Regions from separate parts of the Mus musculus genome. Here region 2 is linked to region 1. The links are chromatin contacts, called in public HiChIP or PLAC-seq maps. All regions are on one chromosome and are shown on one strand. Each heading gives the region's core, a stretch centred on a gene start, on an enhancer-like site or on the middle of the called end of the contact. The rest is flanking DNA. Distances are from core to core; before and after follow the strand shown. Region 1 overlaps Plcd1 (phospholipase C, delta 1). Region 2 overlaps Acvr2b (activin receptor IIB).

Region 1 (7,106 bases), core at 1,830-4,329:
TAGACCAGGCTGGCCTCAAACTCAGAAATCCGCCTGCCTCTGCCTCCCAAGTGCTGGGATTAAGTGCCACCACTTTGTTTTTAAAACAGGACCACATACAGCCGGAGCTAGCCTTGAATTTACTGTGTAGTTGAGGGTGGTGCTCACCCCGCATCCTAAGGATGGATTCCTGACCCCTGCTGCTGTAGTCTTCTGGTGTGTTCCTTTGGAGAATGGAACTCTAAAGCGTCTCAGAGGTCACTCTGAGGGTTGGGAATGCAGCTCGATTGGTAGAACACAGGCCTAGCATGCATGAAGCCCTGCCTTGAGTCCCCAACACTCCACACACTGAATGTGGTGGCACGTGGTTGTAACTTAGTATATGGGGGGTGGGGGTGGGGATAGGAGGATCAGAAGTTCAAGGTCATCTTCATCTGCATAAAGTTCTAGACCAGCTTAGAAACAGGAAGCCCTGTTACCAAAACAAACAAACAAACAAACAAAACAACAAAAACAAAGCAAGCAAACAAACAAACAAACAAGAAAATCACCTTGATTTTCTGCCCCAACTAATGGCCCCTAGCACAGGATAACCCCTGACCTTGTCAGTGTTTGTGAAGCCAGACAGGCTCCCGCACTGGGCTCCTGTCCTGACACAGAGTTTCCTGTTAGCTGCTGGTGGGTGGGCGTGGATGGGAAAGGAGGCTTCACTGGATTCCTAGTGGGTACATTTGAATGTGCACTTAGTGCTTGGAGGGAGATAGGGGAAGGGGTAAGAAGAGAAGGCTCTTCCAGGAGCAACTGTCACTCAGGCTAGCCCCCTGTAAACAGGCCAGGGAGCCAGGCTGAGATGGGGGTCAGATCTGGGGGCACTGGACTCATGTGGGGGGAGGCTTGCTTCCGACCCAGATGGCTGCCACAGGTCTCATTGTTTAGCAGGACTTGGTTGCATGCAGTGTCACCTTACCTCTGGGGAAACTGAGTCCAGATAATGGAGGAGTAACAGATTCTCCGGTTTCTCTTTGTCTCTGTATCCTGCTAAGTCTCTCCAGTAACTTCCCAGTGCTCATTCTTTGTCCCCAGGAGTGTTATTAGCAGCGAGGATAGGCTGGCCTTTCTCTCCCAGGCCCTGGGGGCTCCACGGCCCAGGCTTCCTGTTTTCATTCCTGGCCCAGCAGGGTCCAGCTGCCTAGTGTGGGGCAAAGACGGATTAGCCAGGGATACGTTCTGCATCCCAGATGGTGCAGGGGTCCCTCTTTTCAGAGCTTATGACCCAGTCAAGGCACGTGGTACACGTGTAGTCCTGAGGGTGGCTGGGAGGCCCCGGGGACTCAGGGTAAGAGCGGTTTGGGGAGGATTCAGACTGAATGGATGAGAAAGGCTGAAGAAGGATGTGACAGGGGTAGTCCTGCTGTGGGGAGGCTGGCTCTCAGCCAGGCTGTGGGGGATACATTGGGATGGCAGCATAGAAGATCTTGTTTGTCCCCAGCTTGGAAGACTGGCTTGATGGGAAGGCTCTCCCAGCTTCCTAAGGGCAGTGATGTAATCTCCTAGACCCCCAGGAATAGCATAGTAAACCGGCTATGGGCTATGTCTAACCTGCTAGGGTGGCCTTGTCTGTCCCTTACTGCTGAGCCCCCTAGGTCTAGGATGCCTCAGAGTACAGTAGCTCTAACGCAGAACTCAGCCTTTCCGGAAGCTGAGACAGGTCCACGAGGACAGAACCCTGCCTCCGTCTCCCTGTCCTGCCCAGCTCTCTCAGAGACGCAGACTGGCTTCTGTCTGCCTCTTGGGACCCTGGAAGGTGGGGTCTTTCTCTGCCCTTCTGCCAAAGGGCTCCCTGAAGTCAGAACTCATGCAGTCACACGCAGGGTAAACACACCGCGTTTCTATCTGGCTTTGGGATTCTGTCGCTTGACCCCAGAGCCAGGACTGTCCAAAGTGGGACAGTAGAGGGACCTGAAGATGGTGATAGCTATGGGGACTCAAAGACTAGTGTGGTCTGGAGGGTGCATGACCTCTTCCTATCGCAGGTGCCAGATCACAGCAGGCTTCTCCTGCTACCTGGTCCCTTCATTTCTGTGACCATGGACCTGGTCCTTGCTGCTTCTCCTAGCCTAAGATCTCTGCCTCTGTGTCTCCCTGTATTGCTCCCACTCTGCCCACTGCTGGCTGCCCTGTGCCCTGCCTGTAAAGTGTTTCCGTTCTTCTTCTCTCCCACCATCCTGACCTCCTGTCCTTCTCCCTGGACCCACGCTCTGAGCCCCCAGTCTGGCTGTGGCACTAGGCCGTGCTCTTCTCCTTGTGGCCTTGGCTGTGCCAGAGGCAGTCATTTCCCCCACAGCCTGTTCATCTGACCCATCCCCTCTTCGCAGTCTCCATCGAGGACATTCAGGAGGTGCGGATGGGACACCGCACAGAAGGCCTGGAGAAATTTGCCAGAGACATACCCGAGGACCGATGCTTCTCCATCGTCTTCAAGGACCAGCGCAATACCCTAGACCTCATCGCCCCGTCTCCAGCTGACGTCCAGCATTGGGTGCAGGGCCTGCGCAAGATCATCGACCGCTCGGGCTCCATGGACCAGCGGCAGAAGCTGCAGCAGTATCCTCCTGGGGGCAGTGGGTCCCGGTCGTGCGTGGGATGTGCTATCTATGGTCAGTTGTGCTTCGGTAACAAAATGCCAGGGTGTGTTGGATCCTACGCTGGTTGCTATGATACTAGGCAAAAACAAGTCAGGAGAAGAGGGCTTTATTTTATGTTTTAGGAGAATGTGGTCCACCGTGCAGGAAAGGCCTACAGTAGAAACTCGGGTGGCTGGTTACATCGTCAGGAAGCACAGAGAAAGGGGCGAACGAACACTAAGGTGCAGCTCACATCCTTCTTACTCAACCTGAGACTCCAGGGAATGGAGTGAACCTCATTTCTTTCCTCATTTAATCTCCTGACACTCCCTCAAAGACACACCCAACTGGGCACTGCAGGGACTGACTGGCTGGCTTGCCCAACACTAGTGTGTTTCTTCAGGTACTAGCATGGCTGGTTCTGGGGAGGGCCCTCTCCCTTGTTTGCAGGCTGCTGCGTTTTCTCTCTCTGACCTCTCATGAAGAGAGAAAGCTCTCCTTTATAGGCACTAAACCTTTGGTCCGGGCCACACCTTCATGTCCTCATCTAACTCAAATTACCTTCCAAAGGCTCCTACCTTGGAAATCATAGTACAGGGGGGGGAGGTTGCTGTTTCAACCGTGCATTCTAGGAATTCTTGTTTTAACCCAGGGCAGAAGGGAGAGTACAGAGGATCTTCTGACCCAAGGTCAACAGCTGTGTCTCTCTGTGAGCAGTGTGGAGATAGGCACCTGGGAAGTGGGGTGTGGCAGGTTGGGAGAGAGGTGGGGTGATGTAGTCATGTTTTTCAGGGTTACTGCCCTCAAGGACTTGGAAGGCCATGGCACTCTCCTGAGCCATGTCTTGGGGGGCAATACTGGGACCCCAGGGTTCAGATCTGCCTTCAGGCTGAAGACAGTAACTTGTGAAACTTGTGAATCCGTCCTATTCACTGATTGCTTCAGCGTGAGATTGGGCCGGGGCCAGCTCTCATTTTTGCTTTATTTGCCTGAGACAGGTTCTGGGCTGGAACTTGCGATCCTTCTGCCTCCTGAGTGTAGGGATCACAGCCTTTCCCATCATGCCCTGCAGTGTCGCCTTTTATGACAGCTTTATAAAGGGATAATCCACATACCATAAAATTAACCCCTGTGTCGAACCTAGGGCTGGGGCAATGGTTCAGTCAGTAAAGGACTTGCCATGTAAACATAGGGACCTGAGTTTGAGCCCAGCACACACGTGAAAGCCCTGATGTTAGAGCATCATCGCCCTCTCCCGCCCCCCCACAACCCCACCATTAGTGGCTCTTTCATATTTCCCCCTAAGTCAGGCCAAGATAGCCCCCATATGCTCCCTGTGACGCAGAGTCCTGCAGCCTCTCCCGAATGGCTTCTTGTTCCTAGTGTGTGCCGGCACTCATCCACTCTGTACTGAGGCTCTGTACTCCATTTCTTCCGGCGCCCTAACAGTATCCCACCATATGGACACACCCTTCCATAACTCATCCGGGACTGGGGCTGTGAGTCCATTCCACTCTCGGACTCTCGTCTGTGGTGAAAACTCAAAACTACATTCTGTGTGGAGCGTGTGTTCTCATCTCTCTTGGGTGCACACTAGGAGGAAAACTGCTAGGTTATTTAGTAACATTTACGGCTAACTTTTTTTTTTTAAATAAGATTTTATTTTTATCATTTTATTCTAAGTGTATGTGTGTTTTGCCTGCGTGTGTGGCCGGTGTACCATGTCCATGCCTGGTGCCAGAGGAGACCAGAGACAGGTGTTAGATCCCTTGAGACTGGAGTTGCATGCTGTTGTGAGCCGTCACGTGTGTGCTTGGGATAGAACCCTGGTTCCTCTGGGGAAGCAGCCGGTGCTCTGAACCACTGAGCCATTTCTCCAGCCCCTTGTTCTAGTTCTAAGTATGTGTCTGTGCCTGTGTGTGCATTGTGTGTGCATATTATGTTCATGCGTGTGCAGTGTCTGCAGAGGTCAGCGGAGGACACTGGATCACCTGGAGTACAGTTAGGAGCCACTGTGAACAGCCCCATGTAGGTGCTGAGAATTGAATTCTAGTCCTCTAAGCCATCTCTCCACAACCCTCCCTGTGCTTGGCTTTTTGAAAACCTGCCAAATCATTTTCCAAAGTGGTTCTAACTATTTAGATTCCCACAGTAATGTAGGGGGTTTCCATTTTTGCACCAATCACTGGCTCTTAGGTTTCTCTTTGGTTATAGATGCTCTTCCTGACTGAGAGGTAAATCTTTGGTTCATCTTCTGCTCGCTTTTGTGTGTGCTATGAGATGGAAAATCTAGTTTCTCTTTGCATTTGGGTATGCAGTCTTTCCAGTACAACTCACTTTGTAGACCAGGCTGGCCTCGAACTCAGAAATCCACCTGCCTCTGCCTCCCAAGTGCTGGGATCAAAGGCGTGCGCCACCGCCGCCCGGCTAAGATTTCTTTTATTTTATGTAAGTACATTGTCACTGTCTTCAGACCCATCAGAGGAGGGCATCGGATCCCATTGCAGATGGTTGTGAGCCACCATGTGGGAATTGAACTCAGGACCTCTGGAAGAGTCGTCAGTGCTCTTAACCTCTGAGCCATCTCTCCAGCCCATGACTTATTTTTTTTATAATCATTTTTATTACATTAGTTATTTATTGTGTGTCTTTGCATACTTGTCCCTCGTGTGTGTGTGTGTGTGTGTGTGTGTGTGTGTGTGTGTGTGTGTGTGTGTAGGTCAGAGGATAACTTGTGGGAGTTGGTTCTCTCTTATCTTATGGGTCCTGGGGATTAAACCCGGTTGTCAGGGACCCATGCTTGCTGTGCCAGCCCATGGGCCTGAAAATGTGTTATCCTGTTGAGCATTCCTGTTGAACTGTCACTGGCTGTGAACATGAGGATTTACTCTGGACTTAGTTCTGTGCATTCGTCCATCTGTCTGTCTTTCCATGCAGTATCCCTGCCCTCTCTTATCTCCCGTAACTTCGTAGTTAGCTTCATAATCAGCAAGTGTGAGTTGTCCACATCTGTTCTTTGTTTTGCAAGGTTGGTTTGGCCAGTCTGGGTCCTGTGCCTTCCCACATGTATTTTAAGGTCAGTTTGGGTTAATTTCTTGAAAAGAAGTCAACATCATTTGATAGGATTGTACATTAATCTGGAGACTTTTCAGCATGAAAATGTCTTTCAATCCATGGGCAAGGTCAGATGTCTTTACATTTGATTATTCCTTTTTCCACTCGTTGAAGATTTGCGTGTGTGTGTGTGTGTTGTGTGTGTGTGTCCACAAGCGTGTAGTGCCTGCAGAGGCCTAGAGCTGGGGTTATAGGTGGTTGCAAGCCATCTGATGAGGACACAGGATCTTAGGTCTGATCCTCTGCAAGAACAGCAAACAGTCTTGTGTGCTGACCCATCTCTCCAGCCCCTAGTCTTTTGCCATTTCTTTTAATAATGTTTTGTGGCTCTCAGAATTTTAAGTTTTATACTTTTAAAATTTCTTCAAATAATCTTAATAATTTTGGTACTATTATAAATTGTGCAGTTCTGGCTATCCTGGAACTCACTCTGTAGACCAGGCTGTCCTGGAATTCAGAAATCCACCTGTCTCTGTCTCCCAAGTCCTGGGATTAAAGGTACCACTGCCTGGCACTTCTTAGGTTTTTGTTGTTGTTTGGTTTTGCTTATCCGTTTTGAGACAGAATCTCAGGTAGCTCAGGTTACCCTGGCACTGGCTGTGTGGCTAAGGATGACCTAGAACTCCCGATTGTTCTGCGACAACCTCCTTCCTGGGTGCTGAGATTACAGGATGTACAGGCCTGGCCTGGGGCTTAGACTTTTTTTTAAAGTTATGTAACCTCTCTTATGCTGCCTGTGCTGTTGTTTCATGTGTGATTAAACTCTAATGTCTTTTTTTTTAAACACACGCCCATGAGGTTCATCCTCTTGTCTGACTCAGTGCTCTGTGAGAGTTAGAAGCACTGTCCACCCCGTCAGTTCCTCAGCGTCTGAACGGAGAACGTGGGGTGGGGTGTGTGCGCGCATGCGCATTTGCAAGCATGGGGGCTGAGACGTCCCTGGACAGGATGACTTGATCCAGGTTTGAGTTTGCATGGGATTTCTCCACTTTCGTTTCCAGCCTCAGGTACCAGAGGCATGCTGGCTGAAGGTCTGAGAAACCCAGGCTGTCATCAGCACCGTGGGAGGTGATCAGGCGGGGCAGTTACTGCCTGGGTTCCTTTTCAGTAGTCTAAATGTCCTCAGTGAACCTTTTTTATAGTAAATATTTTCAAACATCATCAGGTTTCATAATGAACAAACAGAAAAAAGTCCCTTAGCTGGGTCTGATGGTGCAATCCTGTAATCCTAGCTACTCGAGAAGATGAGACAGAGGGATCACCATTTCAAGGCCTAACGGGACTATGGAGCAAGTTTACGGGTTGGTGTAGGTCATTTGACTTAAAATACAAAGTAAATGCAGGGCTGCAGTAGAGTGCGGGACCCTGCTCGGTCCCTAGCACCAAACA
Region 2 (7,106 bases), core at 1,356-3,855, 350 kb before region 1:
GGCCCCCAGGCTCCGGCAAGTGGGTGAAGCGCTCGTTGCAGAAGTTGCCTTCGCAGCAGCAGAAGTACACCTGGGGGTTCTCCTCGGTGGCCACACACTCCTGCCTGAGGGCCCAGGGTCCCCGTTACAAACTCCCCGGCAGGGACGGAAAGACTCTCCCCGGCCCCTCCCCCCAGGCAGCGCAGCTTCAGAAACATCAGCAGTTAGGGTGACCCCACGTCCCTTGAAGAGTGTGACTCAAGGCTGAGAGGGGCAGGCAGGCATGGAAATGCTGCCTGAGCTGAGGAGAGCAAACACCAGAACAGGGGCTTGGGATTCTGGGTAGTGCCTCCGAAGAGACCCTGAGATCAGTGGGTGGCCAAGTGCAGCGGGCTACGGCAGCGGGAACGCTCCCGCTCCCCTGTGTACCTGTCGTAGCAATTGAAGTCATCTAGCCAGCAGCCCTTCTTCACCAGCTCGATGGTGCCCGAGCTGTTGCGCCACGAGGCGTAGCAGTGCAGCCGCTTGTCCTGTTCCCCCTCGCAGCGCTCCAGGCCGCTCTGGTTGGTGCGCTCCAGCTCCCAGTTGGCGTTGTAGTAGATGCACTCCCGAGTCTCAGCCTCCCCTCGCCCGGAACCTGCGCCCGAGAGAAGAGAGGCTGAGCACGGTGAGGTGACTTGTAACCAGTCCTGGAGACGACGCCTGCTGAAGGTGCTTGGTGAAGATGCCAACCCACCCCTCTGCTCTCGATACTGGCCCCCTTACCACCCACACATCAACACCTTTTACGAAGACCAGGCTAGTGTTCCTCCATTCCCTGCCCACACCAACCTGGAAGCGGGACCTTCCTGGGACCTTCCTGCGCTCTTTCTCACCTGTGTTCACCAGGTACTGAAGAACAGCTACGCTTACAGGAAAAGGGTAAGCTCCCAGGGTCACCAAGGGTCACTTTTCTCAGACAGGAGGGCTAAGCTACGATTGCAGATGGTTGAACACACCAAACACTCATCACACCTTTGCCCACTTACTCCACCCCTACCCCTGCGCGTGCCCCTTTTTTGCCCCACTATGACCCCATGAACCTTTTAGATATAGGACGGGAAATAATACACAAATCCCAAAGGTATCCTGTTCCCTCGTGGGACATCCGGAGGGCGTGTGGCATTTATTACCTCGTTGACAACCTTATGCAGACACCCTAACGGGAAAGAGCGCTGACTTAGCCTTGCTGCACCTCAATCCACTGGCACCCAGCCTACTCCAATAACCCACCTGAGGCCAGAGGGGCATCAGGGAGGGGGCTCCCACCTGACCCGAGGTTGGCAGGGTGCCAACTGCTAACACTGCTTGGTTCCCCAGGGCCCATTGCAGACAGGAGGATCCTGACTGGCCGTTCTGGAAGAGGAACCCTCAAGACATGCTCACAAGATCTCACGGCGGCAGGCAAAAGCTCCTCCCAGGGAGGCCCCAACTGGGCAAGACGCCAGTCTTAGGGCTCCAGGTAGGACCCGGAAGGTCAGAATGCTACCCAGTCAGAATGGCAGAACCCAGCCTCAGCCCTAGCCATGCCAGGTCCTGTTGGCCTAGGCCCTGACACTTGTGGTGACAACCTGCCAGGTGGCTAGAACTCAGCCTGGCCCAGAAGGGTCTCGGTATCCAGAATGGGGCTCAGACAGGGTGTGCACCGGCTTCTCCCAACCAGGACCTTATTCAAGCACAAGGCTTTAGGTTGTGGATGAGACTCTAAGGGATGAGTATAGGCCGGAAACAAAGCCCGAGCCAGCGCCGGAAGCCAGGGTGGCACCTAGAGTGTCTACAAGCCCTGGCTACTTGTGGCAGGAGTGGGTAGTGGAGCTATGTGAAGCACCCCGTCCAGGGAGGACACAGCTCCTTCTCCCGCGGGAGGAAGCGAAAGCATGTGTGGAGCGCAAACACTCCTAAGTGTCCTCTGCAATTGCTTCCCAGATGCCCAGCTTCCCCCACAGGCCTGCAAGGCTGGCCCTGAGCTGCTGAGCACAGAACGGGTTCCTATGTAACAGATGGCGTGGACAGACTATGAGCAGAGGGGACAAGAAGGAGGGATGGCTTCAACACGAAGCAAGACCCCTGCTATAGATGCTGAGGATGGAACCTGGACTTTGTGTGTACTGTCCGCTCCACCTCTGACCTACACCCATGACTCAGGAGAGTGTCCACCTCCATTCAGACTACAATCAGCCCCTGGAGTCACAAGGGCAACAACAAACAGAGTAGACCTCAGCCTGGCCTAGCTCCAGGCCAGTGTCAGGCACCAGCCCCTCTGGCACAACCATAGGATCCCAGTGGAGAAGCCTGAGAAGGCAACATGAAGCCTCAGAGAGGACCCAACAGCTCACTGGAGCCACCGACCTCCCAGACCTGCCCAGAGCCGACCCTGCAGAGCAGCTTTGAGCTGGCCAGACTGCTGATGCCTCACAGCTGTGCGCCTGGGGCAAGTCACCTAGCCACTCTCTGAGAGGTGACTGACAGCACCTGCCTCCTAGGGTTGTAGCGATCCTTCCAGTCCAGGCCCCACACCAAGCCTGCCTGCAGCTCTGCATCCCATGTGACATTCCACACCCTTCCCACACCACACCCTGGCCACTGCCAGCTGGAGACCCAGGGGGCCTCCCGTTTCCTCTCTCCTCCCTGGCTCCATTTCTTCACACTCTCACACTGGCTATTTATAGCATATGGCAAAATTCCAACCACAAGGCCACAGAGCCCTTTAATAGATGAAGGCCTCCCGCCCACAGCCTAGCAGCCAGGTCAGGAGTCTCCCCAACTGGCCCTGCCTCCCCACCCTACACAGCTGCATTTCCATCAGTCCCCAGGACCACAACCAGGGTGGCTACAGAAGGGGAACCTACAGAAGAGAAAGGGTGGGCAAGGCTGGAGCATCACACACACACACACACACACACACACCCCGCACATATGCATGAACCCATATTGGCAGACTGGGAGGAAAGAACCCGTCAAGTAACTACAGTTTATCTTAGAATCCTTCACTGTGGGGCTAGTGGTTACAAGAACTTATTCTTTGGTTGAAAACAAATGGCTTTGGTTCCCAGCATCCACGTGGTGGCTCACAACCACCTGGAACTCTAGTTCCAGCGGCAATGCACACACTGTGTGCATGCACATTCATGCAAAATACCAACACCATAAAACAAGTTTCTTTTAAATCCTTACTCCAGAGAACCAAACCACTTTAATTCTACTTTTTGGCCTCATCTGTATTTATGTGTCACCTAGACTAACACCCACTTGTCACACCCCAGGCACTGTATGATGGAGAACCCCGAGTGAACCCCTAAGATGACAGAACTAAGTGAAGCAGAGGTTAAGGCTCTTTGCAGGCCACATCCTGAAGTTCCATGTTTCGGAGCCCAGGGACTGCCCAGTGTGACCTCACCTGGTTCACCGGCTGGACCCTCGGGTTATGTACAGCTGTCATGTGAGCAAAGCCATCACGCATGAAGCTTCTTGGTGAGCGTTTCCTCCCGTCCTGGGAATGCTGAGCCTAAGCAGCTTTGATTCAGTACATTCTTCCAAATCCTTCTCCAAAACAATCGACCCAGTTTCCGAGAGCAGCCCACCGAGGCACACCCTCAGCCGAGCTCCCCTGGGAACACTGGCCAGCCTTCCCACTTCCTGGCCAGGTACCTTCTCCTTATGCTGAGGGAAGTCTATGCTCATGGGTATCGCTGTGCAGTAACCATTTTTTGTTCATGCTATCAAAAGGCCAGGTGGTGGTGGTGCACGCCTTTAGTCCTGACACTCCCGCACTTGGGAGGCAGAGGCAGGCAGATTTCTGAGTTTGAGTTCCAGGACAGCCAGGGCTACACAGAGAAACCCTGTCTGTGGAGAAGGTGAGTATGTCTAGCTGGTGCTAACTTACCTAGAACATTTCTTGTGGCGTTTTCCCAATTTATCTTTTCCTTCCTACTTTCATTTCAAAGCTTTCTGCCCACTTGAGCTTTCTACAATTCAATCTAATGCTTCCTTAAAACCGGAGTCCTAACACATTCATGGTTAAACTCTATTCCAATCTCCATTTGTTCCTTGTTTTCTTTTCTTTCCTGCAGTTCTGTCGGCTGATCAAACACAGCACTTCATGCAAGCTAACCACTGAGCAACAGGGATTACCACCTGTGACCTGGAAGCTCAGGTTCCCTTCTGTCCCAGCATTAGCTAATCTGAAGTGTACCTGAGACTCTACATCTGCATTAATCTGCCTTTCCACCACCTCTCCCTGAAGCGTCTAGATTAATTCCATCACCTTTCGACTTTCATTAATATGAAATCCGCATGGGAATAAACTGTGAACAGATTATACTCAGTATTCAATATTTTTGCTGTCTGTATACATCTCTAAAACATTATTTGTGGTTTATACAGCCAAGGCTGCTTTTTTGCGGCTATAATGGGATCTTGGGACTAGGTATATTAGCTCCCTTTCTCGGGAGTTATTTTGGCTCATCATCTGTGGGGAGGAAGGAATCTGAGGGCAGAAATGTGAGGTGACCAGCAACACCGATGGATCGATCAGCAGGGGCAGGAGCTCAAGGCTGCTTGCTCGCTGGGGGGCTTCAGGAGGCAGGCTCGGGCTGCAAGCAGGGCTGGGCTTCAGGAGGCAGGCACGGGCTGCAAGCAGAGCTGGGCTATCAAACCTTAAGACCACCAGTGAGATGCCAAAGCTTTTATATTCAGGCTCCATTTTAGAGCACATGACCTAAGTTTAAACTTACGTAGACTAACAGGCTGGTATCTAGCATTAGTTTCCAAGTTGCCCCCCAACAGAACCTGAGCCTAGCTCTAGTCTCTAGGCTAATCCCCAACAAGAGCAGAGTTTCCAGGTTACACCCCCAACAAGACCAGTGTCTCCTGGTTATCCCCCCAACAAACCCGTACCCCAGGTTACAAGCCCCTTGCCTAACAACCACCAATGCAGAGGGGAGCAGAAGTTAAGTTTATGATAGGACTCCCAGCACCAGCCAACTGTGTTAAGGGCCATAGGAGCTTCCCAATTAGATGCTTGCACACATGCATTCCCTGATTGATGCTTACTATAAAGCCTTGCCCTGATAGACATTTGGGGCTCCCCCACTACCAAAACCATCCTACATGATGGTGATGTGCTGGAGGGGCCAGAGCTAGCTCAAATAAAATTAAAGACCCTGTTGTGAGTTTCATCAGATTGGCTCCTTTGTGTGTTTTGGGGGATCACTGACATTTCCCTGGCACAACACCAGCAGAGATCCACTTCTTCTAGCTAAGCCCTGACTGTCAAAGGCTCCAGAACCTCTGAAAACATCCGCAACTGATAGAAACAGTGTTCAGTCACATGAGCCCATAGGGACATCTCATAGGCAAACCATAACAAGGGTTCTCACTGTTTTGGGGTCCAAATGCTACTTTAGAGCCACGCTCGTCTTCCAGCCTCTACTGCTAATAAACCGTCCAGTGTTGGGGGAGGGGTGGCAATGGTGCTCTGTGCTGTTACAGCAGCAGCAACACACTCAAGTATCTGCATCCGCCACTTTTCACATCTCTGTGATCAAACACCTGACAACCGGTAACTTCAAAGAGAGAAGCAGGAGACAGAAACTCAGTCCTCAGCTAGGTCCCTCCTTTTCTCCATGGTTCAGCACCTGATCCAGGGTGGGTCATCCCTCTCTTCCAACCTCTCTGGAAATACCCTCAGACACTTCCAAATGTGGACCTCGCTAACAGCCCAGTCTAGCTAGCTGAGGGTGGAAATCAGCCATCACCCACCACCCCCTTTTCATATTGTCCTAGTTTGTCACTTGGTAATTCCTTAAGATCTCCCTTCCAACGCACTGTTTCTTCCTTTTACTGCGTCTAATCTGTGTATCTCTTCCACTTAAAATTTCTACTTAATTTTTTCTGTAGCTCTGGCTATCCTGAAACTCCCTATGTAGACCAACCTGGCCTTGAACTCATAGAGATCCTACTTTTGCCTGTCAAGAACAGTACCAGGCTTGTGTGTGTGTGTGTGTGTGTGTGTGTGTGTGTGTGTGTGCGCGCGCGCGCTAGGAAAAGAACTCAGGTGCTCTGGAAGAGGCAGGAATGTCCCTGACTGCTAGACCATCCCCTCAGCCATCATCATCCTAGGTTAATTTTACATTCTATTTTTTGGGTATCTCCGAATTCCTGTCTAACTTACTTTTTAAAGTTTACTCTATTTATTTGTTTGTTTATTTATTTTTAGTTTGTTTGTTCTGAGACAGGGTTTCTGTATAGCCCTGCCTATCTTGGAACTTGCTCTGCAGATCAGGCTAGCCTCTAACTCAGATTCACCTGTGTCTGTGAGGTGAAGTTGGAGGTTGTTCAAGGGGATTGTTTGCAGTTTGTTAGTAGTCATGCTCAAGAAAAAAAATCTCAGTCTCTCTCTCCTCTATACTTCTCTCTCTCCTGTCTAGTGATGGGGGTGGGGGGACAGGATGAGGGGAATAAAGGGTATGAAAAAAACCCCACAAGGTAGCAAAGACCAATCAGGCAGGCGAGTATAGGTGACTGAGGCCAGAGGCATTGGACGCCCACCCCACCCCGGAACACAGGCGATCATGAGCTGGCATGTGGGTGCCGGGCACTGATCTCTGGACCTCCAAAAAAGCAGTGTGTGCTCTTAGCCAGTTCTTTCCAGCACCCTCCTCCTCTAATTTTAAAATTTACCACCTTTGTTTGCTTGCTTGTTTCTGATGACTTTCACTCAGGCAGATTTCTTCTCCTTATATTTTGAATTTTGGATATTGAGCTTATGTTCAGATGGGGTCTTTTCTGAGAAATGCCACCTTCCAGGGAGAAATGATCATTTTTGCTTCTGCCAAACCCCATACCGGTTAGAACACTTTTAATTTCTGATTTAGAGTCTCCCAGAACAGGATAATATGAACTTCTAACTTCAGGGTCATGTCTGTAGTTATAAAGTCTCAGAGGGAACTGCATCTGCCCCACTCCCCTCCCCTTTCCTCCTGGCTGAGATGAATTCCATTATCTAGTTGCTCTGTCAGCCCCAGGCTGCACGCCCTCACAAACGGTAAGACAGCAAGGAAGCCCGAGGACAGGAGGGCCCTAACCTC

The links. HiChIP or PLAC-seq counts read pairs in DNA pulled down with a chosen protein or histone mark.
Region 2: an H3K27ac HiChIP or PLAC-seq map of trophoblast stem cells shows a contact between it and region 1, with 4 times the contacts expected there. The contact joins two enhancer-like sites. A contact is called at or near these places in 11 of 39 promoter capture datasets (the 3T3-L1 cell line, 3T3-L1-derived adipocytes, the C10 cell line and 6 more), 1 of 484 Hi-C or Micro-C datasets (psoas muscle) and 5 of 115 datasets of contacts at active chromatin or transcription factors (the HL-1 cell line, embryonic stem cells, large pre-B cells and 2 more).

Annotation. Positions count from the first base shown.
Region 1 is chr9:119,076,399-119,083,504 of GRCm38.p6, reverse strand. Plcd1 (phospholipase C, delta 1) reads left to right here. Exons shown (of 15, transcript NM_019676.3): 3 at 2,355-2,583. It overlaps Gm51697 (a long non-coding RNA gene), which reads right to left. Exons shown (of 2, transcript XR_003948272.1): 2 at 6,839-7,106. Among named protein-coding and RNA genes, the nearest start is that of Gm51697, 4.9 kb to the right of the region's middle. Within about 2 kb of position 3,079, at least 28 of the 459 cell types and tissues checked have an H3K27ac peak or open chromatin away from gene starts, as enhancers often do. A contact at or near this core is called in trophoblast stem cells, where this site is marked.
Region 2 is chr9:119,420,965-119,428,070 of GRCm38.p6, reverse strand. It overlaps Acvr2b (activin receptor IIB), which reads right to left. Exons shown (of 11, transcript NM_001313757.1): 2 at 409-616; 3 at 1-104. Among named protein-coding and RNA genes, the nearest start is that of Exog, 20 kb to the left of the region's middle. Within about 2 kb of position 2,605, at least 102 of the 459 cell types and tissues checked have an H3K27ac peak or open chromatin away from gene starts, as enhancers often do. A contact at or near this core is called in trophoblast stem cells, where this site is marked.